3 separate regions of the Mus musculus genome follow, and regions 1 and 3 are each linked to region 2. The links are chromatin contacts, called in public promoter capture Hi-C maps. All regions are on one chromosome and are shown on one strand. Each heading gives the region's core, a stretch centred on a gene start, on an enhancer-like site or on the middle of the called end of the contact. The rest is flanking DNA. Distances are from core to core; before and after follow the strand shown.

Region 1 (3,362 bases), core at 600-3,099, 1.0 Mb after region 2:
GGGCCCATCATTTCAAACAGCAAGCAACAACTCCCTTCCCCAATCCCCAGTGTTAGGAGAGGGTGGTTATTTCCCTAGGAACAAAACCAGGAAGTAGTCAAGTATAATTAACAGGCACTAGAAATATTGTTAGCACTTTATGGCCTGCAGCTTAGGTTGGGGCTCATGGAAAGGATTACACTGAAGGCTTAAACTAAATGAGATTATTCCTAGTATTTACTAGAGCTTTTTATTATTTTGCATGTTTGTTGTACAACTTGCCTCTGATGCCAGACTGAGCTTTCGAATGGTTTTAAGCCCTCAGCACCTAGCAATCCCTGATTGCCACTTTAATATTTACCTCCCCCCTTTACAAATATTTACTGGACAAATGACATTATCCCTGAGGCCCCAAACAACTATAAAATGTGGAGTTTTTACGATAACTAGTATAAGGAACAGTGCCTTAAAGTAGCTATCTTTATAGATATAGAAATGAACTACTCAGCCAGGCAGTGGTGGCTCATGCCTTTAATCCCAGCACTCGGGAGGCAGAGATAGGTGGATTTCTGAGTTCGAGACCAGCCTGGTCTACAGAGTGAGTTCCAGGACAGCCAGGGCTACACAGAGAAACCCTGTCTCGAAAAACAAACAAACAAACAAACAAACAAAGAAATGAACTACTCAAATCGTCAGGTTAAGTGACCAACTTGGTTGAAACAGGGCCCTTTGGAGGGTCCAAAGCTTTGGAGGAGGAAGTAGGCACTTTAAAGAGGGGCAGAAGTGTGTCTTCTGTACCTGTATCTCCTTGTGTTCACCAACTGTGGGATCCCTAGTTACTGAAAGCATATTTGGAGGTTGGGAGATAGAGGGTTATCTGTAGGGATTGGGCTGCTTATTTTCCATTTGTAGCCCAGGTTTTCCCCCAGATAGATGGAGATCTCATCCTATAACCTTTCTAAACAACCAGAGTCCCAATGCACATAGTCCCAGTCCAGCCCAGTCCAGGCTCTACACTCCCTCCCGCAAGGGATCAAAGGACTACTCAAACTTTGAATGCCCAGAATCTCTTCTCTCCTCAGCGCTCAGAGGAGTTAATAACTCCCGCCCGGCTCCTGGGCTCCGCCCCTCTCCCCTCTCCGAGGTCCTGGCGGGCTTACCCTGGAGGGGGCGGCCCCAGCAGCAACGCTTGGCCGGGCGGAGCTCAGGCCCGGGCGGTGCTGCGGCTGCAGCGTCCAGCTGCCCGACTGAACTCCAGCCGTGCAGCAGACTGCCGGAGCTGCGCGAGCCCTTTCTGCACCGGGGCTCACCCCCGCAACTCTGCGGGTAAGTCCTGCTTTCCGCACCCAACTTTGTTGCCTGTCAAGCCTTGAGTCGTATGGCGCTAGCAGGACCTAAGCTTGTAATTGCTGTGTTCGGGGGAGGTGAAGAATTCGGAACAGCCGTCTCCAACAGTTCGCAAGTCCCCAACTTCCCCCAAAAAGGACAGGAGAGCATCACTTTCAGAGTTGGCGGGACTCTGGGATTTCGCTAACTAAACTTGCGGCGGAGATCTCCGGGGGACAGGGGCTCCAACTTCGCCGCCCCTCCCCCATCCCTCGGAGCTCCGGCAGTTCCGGATACTTTCCCTCCATCTTTCAAGTATCCTTGGCTGCCTAAAAGCCCATCCCTTCGGGTCCGCCTTCTCGTCGTTACCCGCAGGGCCCCGAGATCCCCGGGCTGCACACTCCCTGCGGGGCCACCGTGTCTCCCGCCGCCGGGAGACTTGCCCCGGCCATCCGGCTGCAGGAGAAGGGGCGAGGCCGGCGGCGGTCCGGAGCCCGGCGGGCGGGGCCGGGAAGGGGAGGTGTAGGGGGCCGGACGGGGCGGAGCAGGCGGCCTTTGCGGCCGGCGCTGGGGCGGAGAGTTTGCGCCGGTCCCTGGGCCTGAGCTCCGGCTCGGGCTGGGGCGCCTGCGATGTCTCAAGATGGCGGAGCTGGGCGAGTTAAAGGTACCGGCCCCCTCCCCCAGCCCCAGCAGGACTCGCTCGGCTGCCCGCTGAGGCGGGGAGGCGACCAGGCTGGGCGCAGCGGGATGGGGTGGGTGCGGGCGACGTGGCAGGGACTGGCTACAGGGATGCGCGGGCAGCGGCCGCGAAAAGGGGCTGCGGTGGCGCCCCGGGGGCGGGGCCGCAGGGCAGATGCAGGGGTGGGGCGGAGGGGGGAATTGTCGCCCCGGAGGGCCGAGGCACAAGGGGCGGGGACGCGGGGCCGTAGCCGCTTTTAGTAGTAGGTAGTTGCAGGGTACAGGCGGGCGAGGGAAAGCTCCTCTAGAGGCGTAGGGGTGAGTCCATCAGGCCAAGAGGTGTGACAGTGAGGGGGAGCCGTAGGGATGGGACCCGAGGACCAGATGTTATCAAGCTCCCGGGGACCTGAAGCTTAGGCTTGGGGCTGCTGTGGGCATCCGAGCCTTGGGCAGTACCGATAGGGGGGCTGAGACGTAAGGGGGCGGGGCTGTACAGGAGCGTACCTTAAGAGATGAGGCAGGAGCATCCTGGAGGCTTAGAGTAAGGAACTGTCCTAATGAGGTCCTGTGGTTGGAGAGGTAGAGAAGTGTGAACCACTGGATAGAAAAAAAGTTATTGAGCCAGTGGAGAAATAAAAACAAGTAGGAGGAGCCAAGGATGGAAAGGTAGAGAGAAGGACAAGGTTTTCATCACATTCCTGAAAAGGAGACCAGGAGGAAAAGAACTTGGGAGAGCTAATGGTCCACCCGTGACTAGGTCTTCTAGACATTCACAGAAGGGAGCCCTAGAAGGAGAGAGATCTTGCCCCACCACAACACAGTCTCCAAGGAACCACACCAGAAGATATCCTACAGAACCTTAGACCTTCATTCCCCCATCTTCTGGCTTCGCCCCATCCTTGTCCCGAGTAAGCCTGAGTTCTAGCCATTGGGCCATCCACGTTTAAGAGCTGACTTCTGTGCTTTGGTTCACAGACCCCATTCTCATTCTCTTGGGGTCTCTGTTGAGAAGTTTGCCTTGGTTCCCACCCTGGTGGCTATCTATGAATATACCATGTATGAGAGAAAGAAGGAAGATGGTAGTTCTGGACTGTTTGGTTTCAGACCCCAGGACAAGGGGGCTGAGGTGCATATTTTACATCTCAAAGCAGCCCTGGCCTCCAGGTTCTCCCAGCATCCCTCAGTCCCTACCTGGCATTCTAAGGCCTCAACCCTAAACTTTCCAGCCCAGGGGCTGGGCTGCCCTTCCCCCAAGGTTCTTCCCTATATAATCCAGACATTTTGTGCGTTCCCCCCCCCTTTCCTCCACCCTATGGCGATTCCCTTAGGACAGCTTCCTAATAAACTTAACTTTTTTTTTGTTTTTGTTTTTTTTTGTT
Region 2 (3,641 bases), core at 802-3,301:
GTTCCCTGTCTCCTTACTTACTGTAGTTTAATGTTTATCTATTTATATCAGGCAGTGGTGGTGCATGCCTTTAATTCTAATACTTGGGAGGCAGAAGCAGGCAGATCTCTGTGAGTTCAAGGCCAGCTTGGTCTACAGAACAAGTTCCAGAGCAGCTGGGGCTACACAGAGTAACCCTGTCTCTAAAAACTGAAACAAAAATGTATAGATTTAATGCATATGTGGATGTCAGGAACAGTGGTTAGGAGCCCGTTTCTTTCCCTTCCAGCACATGGGTTCCAGGGTTTGGCAGCAATTGTCTTTACTTGCTGGACCATCATCTATCTCCCCATGTCTTTTGTTTTGAGCCTCCCAAGTTCTGGAACTGAAGGTATGCAGCCAATTTACAGGGTTTTAAACCCAAGGTTTTATGTTAGGCAAGCATTCTCCAAGTAAGCCACATTTCCAGCTTGCCACTTACTTATCTATCTATCTATCTATCTATCTATCTATCTGGTTTGAGACAGGGTCTCAACCTTTTAACCCTGGCTGATGGGCGCTTCCTATGTAGACCAAGTGTCTTAGTTTGGGTCTCTGTTGCTATGGCAAAGCACCACAACCAAAAGCAGCTTGGGAGAAAAGGGTTCATTGGGCTTAGCTTGCTTCCACATTACTGTTCATCACTGAAGGACATCAGGACAGGAACTCAAACGGGGCAGGAACCTAGAGGCAGAGGCCATGGGCAGGAGCTGCTAACTGGCTTGTTTCCCATGGCTTGCTCAGCCTGTTTTCTTACAGAACCCAGGACCGCCAGTCCATGGAATTCCAGCTTGTGTCAAGTTGATATTAAGTCTAACCAGTCCACCAAAGATCTTCACCGTTTTATATGGTGCTGGGGATCAACCCAGGACTTCTACAAGGGTAGGCAAATTCTCTACCAACTGAGTTACTCCCGTAACCATCCTTTGTTCATTTTAGACAGCAGGCTCATCATGTAGCCAAAAATGAGTTTTAAATTGAGTCTCTTGCCTCTGCCTCCCCAGGCCTGGGCAAGCTCTTCTGCCAATTGAGCTATAGGCCTAGCCACCATAAATGGCTCATATTTTAGACTTTTACTGTTTGGGGATAGGGTAGGGAGCTAGGCTCTTCTGGCAGCCAGAGGTCAACTCTGGAAAGTGGTCTCACTCCTTCATTGTTAGGTGGGTTCTGTGTATTGAACTCAGGTCTTTAGGGCTGGGTTTCAGGAGCCTTTCACCAGTTGAATCTTTCACAGGCTCCACATAAATAACCCCTTAATAGCTGTCCATGAAAAGTCATTTTGGCCAGGCAGTGTGGGGCACGCCTTTAATTCCAGCACTCGGGAGGCAGAGGCAGGAGGATTTCTGAGTTTGAGGCCAGCCTGATCTACAGAGTGAGTTCCAGTGCAGCCAGGGCTACACAGAGAAACCCTGTCTCGAAAAACAAAAAAACAAAAACAAAAAACAAAAAACAAAAAAAACCGGAACGGAAAGTCATTTTGGAACACAGGGAGTGAGGGCTCACAGTAGAAAAATGACAGAGCAGGACTCCCCCTAACTTTTAAGCAAATCAATGGTTAATATTCCTTTGTGTATGAGACTGGAGATGCCCTCCCTGGTTTGCTCTTCCAGGGTTTAACTCCCAGCACCCACCTGGAGGCAGGCACACAACCACAAATACACACAAACAAAAAAGTGTTTAAGACTGGTATGTTATAAAAACACAGCAGGTAGTGCAACGAGAAAGGCTAAGGCAGGACTGCCTAACGTTAGGACCAGCCTGGGCTATGCAGAGTTCCAGGGCAGCTTGAAATTCAAAAACCGACACAGATCAGCAGGCGTTCCCGAGCAGGAACCATTCCCCGGGAAGCCAAGCACTTGGCCAGCCGGGCTGAGAGTTGTACCGGACAAAAAAGCACAATCCGTCCGCGAGCCAAGGCCAGGTACCGCGCTCCGCCAACCGTAGCCGCGGAAGCCGCGAGAGCGCTCCGGCCGGAAGAGGCGCGGAGTGGCCGGGCCAGCCCTCCGGAAACGCCCGCCCCTTTCCCCTTTTACGGGAAGTCCTCGCCTGCGTCAGCACGGCCCTAAGGCGGCGGCAGGGAACGGCCTTCCTCACTCCTGACTTCCGCCTGCCTCCGGTCTGGAGTCGCGGCCTTCCCCGCTCCTTCCCCTCAGCCTGCGGCGTCCGACCATGTTTGGCCTGCGGAGAAACGCGGTCATCGGCTTGAACCTGTACTGCGGCGGCGCCAGCCTCGGCGCGGGCGGCGGTTCTCCGGCAGGGGCGCGCCTGGTGGCCGAGGAGGCCAAGGCGCGGCGCGAGGGGGGAGGGGAGGCCGCCCTGCTGCCCGGCGCGCGGGTGGTCGCCCGGCCGCCGCCCGTGGGCGCCGAGGACCCCGACGTCACCGCGTCGGCCGAAAGGCGGCTGCATAAGTCGCCCGGCCTCCTCGCCGTGCCGCCCGAGGAGATGGCCGCGTCGGCCGCCGCCGCCATCGTGTCTCCGGAGGAGGAACTGGACGGCTGCGAGCCGGAGGCCATCGGCAAGCGCCCGGCCGTGCTGCCCCTCCTGGAGCGCGTGAGCGAGGCGGCCAAGAGCTCCGGGGCCGACGGCTCTCTGCCCTCCACGCCGCCGCCGCCCGAGGAGGAAGAGGACGACCTATACCGCCAGTCGCTGGAGATCATCTCGCGCTACTTGCGGGAGCAGGCGACCGGCTCCAAGGACTCGAAGCCTCTGGGCGAGGCGGGCGCGGCGGGCCGGAGAGCGCTGGAGACCCTGCGGCGCGTGGGCGACGGCGTGCAGCGCAACCACGAGACGGCCTTCCAGGGTAAGCGGCGCCCGGGCCGGGCCGGGCCGTGCGGGAAGAGGGAAGAGCCGGAGCCTGGCTCTGCAACCAGAATTTTCTGGCTGTGAGTCATTGTTTCCGCCCATCTGGCTGTTGGGTTCAAAGACCGGAAAGGGTGGGATGTCACTGTCGGCGTGGGGTCTGCCTGACTGCTCTAGAGCCGGGAGAGCACGGTCCCCTCGTCGTGGGTGGGCAGAAGGGTAGTGCCCCGCTGCAGACAAAGGAGGCCATGAGGTTTCTTGCTTTTCTTCTCAGGCATGCTCCGGAAACTGGACATTAAAAACGAAGGCGATGTTAAATCTTTTTCTCGAGTAATGGTCCATGTTTTCAAAGATGGCGTAACAAACTGGGGCAGGATTGTGACTCTTATTTCTTTCGGTGCCTTTGTGGCCAAACACTTAAAGAGCGTAAACCAAGAAAGCTTCATCGAACCATTAGCAGAAACTATCACAGATGTTCTTGTAAGGACGAAACGGGACTGGCTTGTCAAACAAAGAGGCTGGGTAAGTTCGTCTTGTGATATAAAGGGACCGTGGAGTGGAAATGGGGTGCAGGATTTTGTGAAGGAGAAGGCACCTAGAGGGTTTTTACAAAGTTTCTCTCCGGTTTCAGATTTAATTTATGTATCTCTTGTTGCATGATGTTGGTCGTTGTAGGTGGTAGGTCCAGAGAAAAACTCATTATGACGGTCTTGAATTGTACCAAAAGGTCTTGTATTCTGTAGGTTGTACTTCTAATTCAGTTGGATAATCTTCAGAGCAGTGGATTCAAACCGTGAAGAAGTAAGAGTCACCTGTGATGACTA
Region 3 (3,503 bases), core at 594-3,093, 2.0 Mb after region 2:
AGTAAACAGAAAGGGCAACTGAACTGTGCTGTCGGGGCTGTCCAGGAGATCCCCAAAATAGACAGTCCATTTCTATTGACCTAGGGTGCATGCCCAGAGGTGGAAGGACTTGAGAAACAGGAATCAGAGAACCCTGAGCTGTAATGCTGCCTTCTACTAACACTTGTCCTTATACCCACAAATAAGCGCAGTCCTCTCCCCTCATCAAGGAAACTTTCCTTTGACAGAGATGGAGAGCAATAGAGAGGACCACAACCAATTAGAATGCAGAGTGTAGAACTCAGTCCCAATGGATAGATCCACACCTAAGGTATTGTGGAAGAGGGGACAGAAAGCAAGGTCAAAAACTTTGTTGTCAAATTGTGTCTCCAAGTAACACCAGACGCTTTGTTTACACTGTCACCAACATGACTGCCCACACATGCAGATAGTACCAGTGAGCATGCCAAAATGAACAGAGAGGAGCCATTGAGGCCTCAATCCTACACAAAGAACTACAGGCAACTAAGAAAAGCTAAGAGCAATAAAAGGGGTCTTCTCTAGGGAGGAGCACACCAACTGGCTGTCCAGTGCCAACCAGTCAGCCCTGAAACGTACATACAAGTGACACTAAACACACTGAACTAGTATATCTAGGAGTATTTATGTACATAGGTATAAGCATAGGATAACGATTAAGTGGGGGGAGGGAACATGGATTTGAAGGAGAGAATGGGAGGGTTTATGAGAGTGTAAAGAAGTAAAGAGGAGGTGTAACTATAATCTCAAAAATAAAAATTTTAAAGTTGAATATAAATGGAAAATATTAATATGAACTGCTTGTCTTTCACTTCGCCCTCATCGTCATCTGCCCCTCCTCTAAGCTAACGGAACTTTTTTTTTTTTTTTAAAGAACGAGTCTCTCTATTACATAGCCCTGGCTATCATGGAACTAGCTGTGTAGAGCAGGCTGACCTTGAACTCAGAGATCCACCTGCCACTGCCTTCCAAGCGCTGGGTTAAAGGGTGCGCCACCGCCTGGCAGAAAGGCACATTTTGTTGCCTTTCCAAACCCTCACCTTTTGGTGGTACTTGGCACGTGTAAGTCAAGCGCTTCCTTATGCTTTCAAAAGCACGTATCCGCTAGTAAAGAAACTGGGTCCTAGGGCCGCTATTTATTTTGTTTATCTGCTCCCCATACCCCACAGTACTCTCTCGACAGCAACAAATAACGACCACGAGGTGACAACTGGTGAGTCATTATGACTTTCCGTTACACCAGCACTACATTCCCAGCAGACACATAAGGAAAGGAGTCTTGGGATGTGGAATAGAGAGAACGCCGCAGGATGAGGATGCTCCAGGTCCACTGGGGTCTGCAGGCCGGCGGTCTCTAAATCTGGAACCTACAAACTGAGGTCTACACATCTGGAGCCTACACACCTGGGGTCCACACATGTGGGATCCCCTCACTTGGGACTCGTAATGGCAAGTGGGCTTAATACGAAAGCACAAGAGGCACAGGACAGGACAAACTTTGCTGGGCAGCGCAACTTTGAGAGTTCATTAGGGAGCCGCAACAAGTGAGTGCGCATGCCCAGTCGGCAGGGAAACGCAGACTGGGAGGAGCGAGAGCGGCCGGGAAGCTGCTGGCTCCCCCGCTGTCCCCGCGTAGGCCAGCGCTGCCGCGCGCCTTCCCGGCTCCCGCCCGCCCCCGGGCGTCCCCGGCCCGCTCACCAGTCAAGCCCCACTGCTGTAAGTCCGGTTCCTGCACCCGCGTCCGAAGCGGCTCCGGCCCGTGTTCGGCCGGCAGCGCCTGCAGGAAGCGCGGCAAGCCGCTCGCCATCCCGAGAGGCCCCGCGCCTTCGCTCCCGCGCGTGCGGAGTACAACGCACCGCCGCCAGAGGGCGCAGCTCGCGCGCCTTCCCACGCTTCCTTAGCACGCAGGTGCGGAAGACTCTGGTCTAAGTGTGCGTCTGCGACTAGGACCTAGAGGCTGCCTTTGCTAAAAGCTCTGACTCCTAACTTGGGTTGCTTGGGTAGCTAACAGCAAGCTCAAAACTTGGCAAGCTCCCCACCCCCCCTTAATTTCTTATCTGTCTTCTTTAAACTTTGGGTCCGATTCCTGAGCAGCTTTCCATGTTTTCAGTTACGATGCACATGCCTAAAAACTAGTACTACAAGGTAGATACGTCTTATATTATCTAACCTTTTTCTTCATGTATGACTAAAAACACCAAAATAAGATTAACTTTATCTCTTAAAATGTGTAGTGACAAGATACATTCAAAGAAAAGACCCTGGTGGTACATTCCTGTAATCTCAGCATTGGGGAGGCTGAGGCAGGAGAATTTGTGAGTTCAGTCTAGCCTGGGCTGCAAAGCAGGAAGGTGTCAATAAATAATAAAGATCAAAGCTCAGTTAGCAGAATGCTTGCCTCGAATGTACCAAGCCCTCGGGTGGGGCATGAGGGTGAGCACCTGTAATCCTAGCCCTAGGGAGCTGTCGGCAGGAGGACCGGAGCTCACGGTCAGCCTCAGCTACACAAGTTTGAAACCAGCCTAAGGTGCAGTAAACCTTTTCTTAAAAATAAAGTGCGAGAGAACTTCCCCCCCCCCCATCCCCTCAAGATTCCAAGAGTAGCCATTCAAACAGAACATCTATGTGTGATAAAAACAAAAACAAATAACAAATAACTAATGGCCACGTTGTCCTAAGAAGGACCAAGGCTGGCCCCACTATGCAGAAGTAGTCCTCTAATGACTAAGGGACTTTACCCATCCCGTTATACAGACTTCTCCAGGAACACACAGAACCAGAACTGAGGTACAACCAGATCAAGAGGGGAGATGTCAGATACACCAAGGTCATCGCACCCCTCTGTGATCAATTATCCCGTTATACAGACTTCTCCAGGAACACACAGAACCAGACCTGAGGTACAACCAGATCAAGAGTGGAGGTGTCAGATACACCAAGGTCATCGCACCCCTCTGTGATCAATTACGTTGAGGTTAAAGATTAACTCAAAAAAAAAAAAAAAAAAACAGTTCTCAGTGGGTACTTGAAGTTTCTTGTTTATAATATGAACTACTAGTGGGCTCTTACAAGAACATAGTGTGTTATCTGTCCCTTACCAGTGGAACTGAACAAACTTGCCCCCGTTTTCCAATAGAGCTGTATTGAATACAGTCCTTTTTTCACTAGTCGTTTTTCCATTTGATTGGGGGGGGAGGGGCAAATGGCTGGACCTGGTTTGTTGAGAGTCCCCCCAAATCAAAACTCTGGCAGCACTTCTGACCGTACTCTTGAGTCCCCAAGTCACTAGAAATGCTTACCAAGGGTTGGTTTTGAGTATCAGCTGTTATTTAACCAACACTGCCATCGTGTGCCTCGTGTGCCAGATTTCCCCTGTACTGGGGAAATAGAATTCAGTTAACAGTCCAGGCAGACAGTGCTAAAGCTGTAGCTGGAGGCACTCCGGTTCTCCTGAAGTGCTTTCCACTCACTTATAACCGCTTTCT

What was found. Promoter capture Hi-C pulls out the DNA fragments that hold promoters and counts their contacts.
Region 1: a contact with region 2 is called in a promoter capture Hi-C map of pre-B cells, with 2.4 times the contacts expected there. The contact joins the promoter of Pias3 here to the promoter of Mcl1 in region 2. A contact is called at or near these places in 2 of 39 promoter capture datasets (liver and pre-B cells) and 1 of 115 datasets of contacts at active chromatin or transcription factors (pancreatic cancer cells).
Region 3: a promoter capture Hi-C map of liver shows a contact between it and region 2, with 2.6 times the contacts expected there. The contact joins the promoter of Chd1l here to the promoter of Mcl1 in region 2. A contact is called at or near these places in 1 of 39 promoter capture datasets (liver) and 1 of 115 datasets of contacts at active chromatin or transcription factors (pancreatic cancer cells).

What each region holds. Positions count from the first base shown.
Region 1 is chr3:96,695,227-96,698,588 of GRCm38.p6, forward strand. It overlaps Pias3 (protein inhibitor of activated STAT 3), which reads left to right and starts at 1,850. Exons shown (of 14, transcript NM_001165949.1): 1 at 1,850-1,969. The coding sequence starts at 1,946.
Region 2 is chr3:95,656,670-95,660,310 of GRCm38.p6, forward strand. Mcl1 (myeloid cell leukemia sequence 1) reads left to right here and starts at 2,052. Exons shown (of 3, transcript NM_008562.3): 1 at 2,052-2,818; 2 at 3,092-3,339. The coding sequence starts at 2,188.
Region 3 is chr3:97,608,347-97,611,849 of GRCm38.p6, forward strand. Chd1l (chromodomain helicase DNA binding protein 1-like) reads right to left here and starts at 1,844. Exons shown (of 23, transcript NM_026539.2): 1 at 1,717-1,844. The coding sequence starts at 1,825. It also overlaps a transcript of Fmo5 not described here.